2 separate regions of the Xenopus tropicalis genome follow, and region 2 is linked to region 1. The links are chromatin contacts, called in public Hi-C maps. All regions are on one chromosome and are shown on one strand. The core of a region is the stretch at or near the end of the contact, and the rest is flanking DNA. Distances in the headings are between cores, read along the strand shown. Region 1 overlaps tada2a (transcriptional adaptor 2A). Region 2 overlaps cuedc1 (CUE domain containing 1).

What was found. A called contact is a pair of places that touch in the nucleus more often than the background predicts.
Region 2: a contact with region 1 is called in a Hi-C map of neurula embryo, with 2.8 times the contacts expected there. The contact joins two enhancer-like sites. A contact is called at or near these places in 2 of 5 Hi-C or Micro-C datasets (gastrula embryo and neurula embryo).

Annotation. Positions count from the first base shown.
Region 1 is chr2:76,080,699-76,084,613 of UCB_Xtro_10.0, forward strand. It overlaps tada2a (transcriptional adaptor 2A), which reads left to right. Exons shown (of 15, transcript NM_001016651.2): 9 at 2,588-2,631. Among named protein-coding and RNA genes, the nearest start is that of tada2a, 13 kb to the left of the region's middle. Within about 2 kb of position 2,288, at least 3 of the 11 cell types and tissues checked have an H3K27ac peak or open chromatin away from gene starts, as enhancers often do. A contact at or near this core is called in neurula embryo, where this site is marked.
Region 2 is chr2:76,217,876-76,221,790 of UCB_Xtro_10.0, forward strand. It overlaps cuedc1 (CUE domain containing 1), which reads left to right. Exons shown (of 11, transcript NM_001016217.2): 4 at 3,705-3,831. Among named protein-coding and RNA genes, the nearest start is that of cuedc1, 46 kb to the left of the region's middle. Within about 2 kb of position 1,651, at least 4 of the 11 cell types and tissues checked have an H3K27ac peak or open chromatin away from gene starts, as enhancers often do. A contact at or near this core is called in neurula embryo, where this site is marked.

The DNA.
Region 1 (3,915 bases), core at 1,038-3,537:
AAGCCGAACTTTAACAGAGAAGTCGGCTTTTCACTCTACTGTGCATGCGCCTATTGTGTAGTCGCAGCGAAACGAAGCCGGAAGGAGGAAGCGCATCGCTACAGGTACCCTGGTCTGGTGCTGTTTTCTCCTAACAGGGGCACCAGCCCGGGGTACATGGTAAGCGATTAAACTCACTTGGGGGTGTCTAACATTTTGGCACCCCCAAGTGACTTTGCCTTTCCTTCTCCTTTAAAGGTGGAAAAAGTTCTGAAATGATTTATCTTTGTCTTATTTTTGTACAGCACAGGAACCTGACATTTTACCAGGGCTGTGTAGAATTTTTATATCCACTGTATACCTTTGGTGGTGTCATTCTTTCATTCAAGTGTGTTTTAAATTGTTTGCCTGATCAGCAGCCTTATAGCAGAAAAAACACTACATTCTGTAATAGAAAAACCCAGAATTCAATTCAGTCGATGAGACTATGAGGCAGCGCATGCACATTCAAAAGTCCTTGTGAATGCACATTGAAAAAACGGCTCACCAACAATCATCAGTCAAAGCCCTGCCACTACTATGCGTGCACCAATAGCAACTCACTAATATGGTTGCTATGATGATGCACAAACCAAGCTTGCTTTATACACACTGATCGCTTGGTTTTTAGAAGTGATAAGTGTGTGTTGTATGACAAACTGACGCGCGAGTGGGAGGGGATTTCTCATGCATGTGCCAATACTCTAAATCAGGGGTCCCCAACCACCGGGCCGTGGACCGGTGCAGGGCCGTGGGCTGTGCTGAATCGGGCCACATCTGGTCCCAATCACCTGTGATCCCAATTCCCCGATGTGTTACACAGCCATGACAACAGCTAAGTGAAGCCCAGGGAGCTTTCTACTGATTGCGACAAGGACCAAAGTACTTAAAGCTCCATACTAACTGGCAGGGGATGTCACCACTTTGGTGAGAGTAAGAAGAGCAAAGGGGCTGGGCACATCTAGTTGCAGGGAGACAAGCTCAGGTCTCCCACTGAGCTGTATCATACTTTATAATGTAGTAGTAATAATAAAAATAAAAGTGCATAATATAAAATGAAATAATTACATTTACATTTTATATGTAATAATTAAATTATATACCATGCACTAGTTGCGCCACCCCCCCACTCCCGGTGCTTGGAAAAATTGTCTTACTTGAAACCGGTCTTTGGTGCGAAAAAGGTTGGGGACCACTGCTCTAAATGGTCGTTCTTCATGATGTAGGTGCATCAAATATGGTGAACACAACAGACTTAAAAGGAAAACTCATTAACGATGTTACTGCTTTTGGAAATGGTATATGTGAAAATAAAGCTAGCTATCTGGAAGAGCAAGGAGGTACTAACTGAATGGTGATGTATATACAAAAAAACAGTTTCCTTGTCCTTTAAAGAGAGGGAAAATCGGTTGCACAAAAACTAAAAAATACTTTTTTCTTAGTTTATACTAAAAATGATTACCAGACTAGTGCAGGGGTGCCCAGACTAGCAATATGAGTTGTAATTTGTGTAAAGTTTTCACAGCCTGAAGTAGTAGTTCACATAAAAAAATTATCATCTTTGAACTACTCTAAAAAAAAAAAAAAAAAAAAAAAAAAAAAGCCACATTTCAGTCCCCTTTTCATAATCCATATCAGTACTCATTTGCTGAATCGTTATTTTAAGAATGAAGAGTGCCTATAAAGATGATCTAATACAGGGAACACAATTTTTATTTTTTTTCCACACAAGCATGAATAACGTTCCTTGAGTATACTAAATAAGGGCTGTGATTTGGTAGGCTGATGTGGACTTTTTGCCTGTAAGAGGCTCTGGTTGGAGTAAAACTGTCTAAAAAATGTGCTTTGCTTTGAAAACTTGCTTCCAAGACACAGATTTAAAAATGGGGCCCCTACTTTGAGGTTACTTAGATCCAAGGGAGTGGGGAGCAACATGTTACTCATGAGCCACTGGTTGGGGATCACTGATTTAATGGTACTGTTGGTAGATAATGCTGAACACCAGGTCTAGTGGTAGATCATAATCTACTTTTTAAAGGAGATGTAAACTCATCCCATTATTGTAAAAACCAGCAATTTTCCAATATACATGCTTTATTTTATTCTTACAGTTGTGAAGATAACAAGCAGCCTCAGCCAGCCCTGCCTCAGCTGTACAAGAAACTTGGGCAATTGCGGGCTGTTCTTATCTCTCAGTGTAGCCACGGCCAGTTGGAACAGAGAATACACAGGCAGCAAACGAGCATACTTGCCTCTGATTGGCTCCTGTTGCACACAGAGGACTGAGCAATAAGAGAGGGATAGGATTACTGCAGCAACAAAGCAATGGACTGACTGAGGCTGCCTGTGGCAGCAAAGGAAATCAATTGATTATTTAGAGAACAGTGAGAATAAAACAAAGCATGTATATTGGAAAGTTTCTTGTTTTTAGAAATTCTATCATAATCCTTAACCTAAAGGGATGACTTTACATCCCCTTTTTGCTTGGCAATCATTGCCTTGGAATTGAAACATTGTTTTATTACAGAAAAGAGACTTGCTAAAATACATTTTTGTTTTCACATTTCAGAATTATAAGAGAGCATGGCCTTATAAATCTTAGGAAATTTCAAAGTAAGTGTTCTTTTATCCTCACATTTATGCTTAATAAATTTTTAATCTAGTAGCATTTTTGCAAATAGCGTAGCACCATATCCAAGATTTGTTTTAGGATTTGGCTGAACTGCAAGGATATTTTCGAATTAATACACAAATTCATGGTTTCAGTATTTGGTCAGTCAATCCAAAAATTATGGTTTGTTTATCTCTGATTTAAAATTGATGATGAAAAACTGAAGAATGGCCTATACTGGCATAGCTTTATGATATCTCTGCACTAGCTATGAGCAAACCTAGGCTTCTGCTGTTCTACATATGGAGAAGCACATCTTCAGCTAGTAATTATTAAAGGAGACATATTGGATAAATGGGAAAAAACGCTAATTTTGTAGGCAATTATGAATAATATACGGTGCTGGTTTCCCTTTGGGCTAAAAATTAATCCTATCTGTAAAAATGGCCCCTTTATTAGAGCTCCCTATAGATCGTATCACTTCTCTGTCCAGTGTGAAATGAAGAGCGGGTGTGTCCTAACGGTCCCTGCCAGAAGCACAGTAGGAGGGGGAGAGCCAATCACAGCCCTGCACTCACACAAGCAAAGACAGGCTTCAGTTCCCTATCAGGTCAGCCTAGCTGCTGATTGGTTCCTATCCTACAGTGCAGTGTACGGAGGGCCGCCGGCTCCCCAGCTCATCCAGAGAATTCAGCCAGCAGGAAGTGGAACAGATGGGCGAGGCTAGTGGGGTTTTTGTGGAATTTCTCAAAAAATCAGTTCGAAACACAACATTTTTAAGCCCAATCCTTCTATATCTAGAGGAGTATAATTCATTGGAACATTCATAATTTTTATAGGATATGTCTCCTTTAAACATATGGTCGAATTGAACTTATTAGAACCCTGTCAGCAATACATTAAGATGGCTTGCCATTTAAGTTATGTATAAGATTCCATGCTTTCCACTCGTTTGTATTAGGGATGCACTGAATCCACTTTTAGATTCTGCCGAACCCCCAAACCCTTTGTAAAGGATTCGGCTGAACCGAATCCAAACTCTAATTAACATATGCTAATAAGGTTTTGGAAGGGTTAAATCTCGCTGTGAGCAGAGCGAGGCAAGATATTTTCAATTTCCGTGATTAAATGCCAAAAAGTCACATGATTTTTAGGATTCAGTTCAACCAGGAGCATGGATTTGTACAAATCCTGCCGATAAAGGCAGAATCTTGGCCAAATCCAGAAACTGAAAACCTGTATTTGGTGCACCCCTAATTTTTATATACATGCATAAATTGTAGGAA
Region 2 (3,915 bases), core at 401-2,900, 140 kb after region 1:
CTTTACCAGCTTAGTTGCCCTTCTCTGGACCCTCTCTAATTCAATCATGTCCCGTTTGAGCACTGGAGACAAAAACTGAACAGCATATTCTGGATGGGGCCTTACCAGAGCTCTGTAAAGGGGAAGAATAACCCCCTCCTCCCGTGAATCTATACCCCTTTTAATACAGCTCAAAACCTTGTTTGCGCTTGCAGCTGCTGCCTGGCATTGCTTGCTACAGCCAAGTTTATTATCTACAAGGACTCCAAGGTCCTTCTCCATTATGAATTTGCCTAGTGCAGACCCATTAAGGGTATAAGTGGCTTGCATATTTTTACATCCTAGGTGCATGACCTTACATTTATCCACATTAAATCTCATCTGCCACTTAGCCACCCAGATTGCCAGTTGGTCAAGATCCTGCTGCAAGGATGTCACATCCTGGATAGAATTGACTGGTCTGCAGTTTTGTGTCATCTGCAAACACTGATACATTACTTATAATACCCTCCCCCAAGTCATTTATGAACAAATTAAACAAAAGTGGACCCAGTACAGAACCCTGAGGGACCCCACTGAGAACCTTTTTCCAAGTAGAGACTGTACCATTAACAACCACCCTCTGTACCCGATCCTGTAGCCAGTTTTCTATCCATGTGCAAACGACTTCACTAAGACCTTAGTTTAGAAAGCAATCGTTTGTGGGTAACGGTATCAAATGCTTTGGCAAAATCCAAATAGATTATATCTACTTCATCCCCACTGTCCAGCTTCTTACTCACCTCATCATAAAAAGCAATTAAATTGGTCTGAGATTAGAGATTAGATTTACTTCTCCTGAGACCAACTTGCCCCCCTTCCTCAGGAATTTGCTTTGACTTCTGGCTTTTGGGCATGCTTAGTTGTTCTAAGCTCAGATTACTAAACACACCCTCCAGTCCAGCAGCCAGTGAAGAGATGGCATTGTTGGTTCCCATAGAAACTCATCTCTAGCTGTCTGCTTCAATTTTTTTCTCCTAACCTCCTCTCCTGAGCTCAGCTCAACAAAGCAGAACTTTTATCAAAGACAGTTGTGCCTGTGTGAGCCTGAATTCTTGATGAAATGTATGCTGAATAAGGGTCTGTGTGTGTGTATGCTGTTTGCAGATTTAAATGTATCTATTATTATGTATCAGAGGAAAAATGGCCAACAGCTGCTATTTGCTTTAGGAAAATGTAATGGTGCTGGCAAGCGGAGTGTATATATGCAGTACACATGATGCCATTTGGGTGGGGGAGACATGCCCAACTGATATACATTGTAGGCAAATATAGGCTTTACATGTCCTTTAAAGTCTAAAATCCTCTGATTTTAATCTTTTCAGTGATATAAAATAAACATCTCTTTACTTAATTACACATTACTACTCTTAATTACAAAAGTATATCAAAAAATGAAAAGTTCTGAGACATGACCTTTTCTGCTTTTTCAAATGAATATTATTTTTTCTAAAGCTTTTTGGTAATTATATTTTAAAATGTTCCTCAGTGCTTCCTGCTAAACTACACACAAGCAGCAAATTAAGATTCAGTCATGCACAGCAAATAATCTGATGTTTGCCTAGAAACAAGCTTTGTGTGCTTAGTCTGCTATAGTCTGCTCAGTAGAAATGCATACAAACTGTGCCACACACTGGGGCTTTGCAGAACTGCAGCTATTTGTTTTCTAATTAAATCTTCACATTCCTATGGGCTGAAGTCACTAAGCAATTGTGGAGAATGCTTTATTATTATAGAAGTGCCCTTCTCAAATGCACAACTTGCTCAAACCAGTACCGTGCTTTAAAAAATCTTGGTAGATATCTTTTAAGATTAAGTTGAGAACTGCCTTGTCTTGTGATTTCTAATAACAAGAAATAATGTAGGCACCTCAGTTTGTTAATACATTATTTAATACATTATTTAGCCTTCCTTTAAATATATCCGTGAATGTTTTTCATTGTAAGGCATCAGTTAAAGAACAAAAGGCCTCTTTATAAACTGCAAAAGAATGAATGTTTCTTATTTTAATGTATTTCACTGGTTTTTGTGTAGGTAGGAGTGGTGTGTTTGTAAAGAATCAAAATGTTTCCTTTAGTATTAAAATAGCTGTTGATGCTGGAAAGAAAACAGTAGAACGTTTTTGTACCTGCATAGCATTTCAATTAGTAAGTATAATGCAATGGGGTTTTTTTTTTTCTTTCTTTTTGCCAAAAACGAGTTTTTCAGCCTCCCATGGGAAACAGTGGTTTCTGCCAGATCTGAAATGGGAAAAGAGATGTTGAAATTTTCAGTAAAAGATTGAGACATTTTTGTCACTTTTTTTGTATAACCAGGCTCATTGCTTTGCTGATTAGTAAAAACAGTGCTTAAAAATTTTGTTCTCCTATTATGAAGACCCCCATCTGAAGCCTCTCTAATATGCCTCAGAGGGGAAAAAATTCCTGCTTGGATACAAGTGGGCTATTAGACCAGTCACTGTGAAAACTCTACTGAGAGTTTCTGTAATACAGGTATCTGACCCCTTATCCGGAAACCCATTATCCAGAGAGTTCTGAATTACGGAAAGGCCATCTCCCATAGACTCCATTTTAATGAAATAATACACATTTTTAAAAATGGTTTCCTTTTTCTCTGTAGTAATAAAACAGTACCTTGTAATTGATCCCAACTAAGATATAATAAATCCTTATTGGAACCAAAACAATCCTATTGGATTTAACTACTGTTTAAATAATTTTTTTAGTTGACAAGGTAGGAGATCCAAATTATGGAAAGACCCCTTAATCGGAATACCCCAGGTCCCGAGCATTCTGGATAACGGGTCCCATACCTGTAGTGTATTTTCCCCTTGCTTAAAATCCTTGGCGCTGTCTAATGTATCAGCCAGTACAGCTGCATCAGGGAGAGAATTCCACAACTTCACAGCTCTCACAACTGAATGGATGCCCTCGTTTCTGCTGGACAGACCTATTGGTTAATAAACCATCAGTTTATTATATGGTCCCCTTGTATATTTATACATAGCGATCTTATGGCCCCATAATCACCTCTTCTTGGCCACCTTTTTATTCAACCTTGTTTGGCGACCATGAGCGGATCTTTCAGTGTATGGCCAAAAAAACACAGACTAGTCCATCTATAAAGCCATAAATACTAGATATGCAGTGATTAAAGGAGAAGAAAAGTCATTTTGTCATTTTACTACCGATAGATTTGCCACATTAGTGCCACCTAGAACACTATATTGATTCTGCAGAAACCATTACTATACCAGAGTAAACAGCTTTAGAAGCTTTATCCATTTGCTCAAGACAGCAGCTGCCATTTTAAGTAGCTTCCTTCCTGCAGCTCTAGCTATAGCTCAGATCACACATTCCTAAGGGAGGGGGGAGGGAGTTCTAGTGGTTGGGGGAGCAGGAGAGAGGAGAGAACTGGGCAGACTCTGGCCACAGGAATTAAGGATGTTTCTGAGAGAGGAAGTCAAACACTGTAACATCATATTTACATACAAGAAATCCTGTGTTTCTTTTGATAGAGGACTCAGTGCATCATTACTGTGCTTATGACTGTATTTACATAGACCTTTCTTATAAAGCTTACCTTCTTCTTTCTACTTTAAACTAGAAATAAATCATGTTTGCTTTTTAAATACTTTTCTGTAAAATTGAATATTTATTATACATTTTTTTTCAATTTCTTTGTAGGACTGATGTGCAGAGTTTCAGTGGCCCTCAAGTAGCAAAAAGGTGCAGAAAGTGGAATCCTCCTTTAGTGGGTAACCTACCAGATGATTTTCTACGCATTTTACCCCAACAGATGGATAGTATTCAGGTAATAATTCTAGTTTAATGATGGTTTCACTTTTTATAGACAAGTTGATGATCAAAAGGAGTACATTCCATTAGGGAGGCCTTG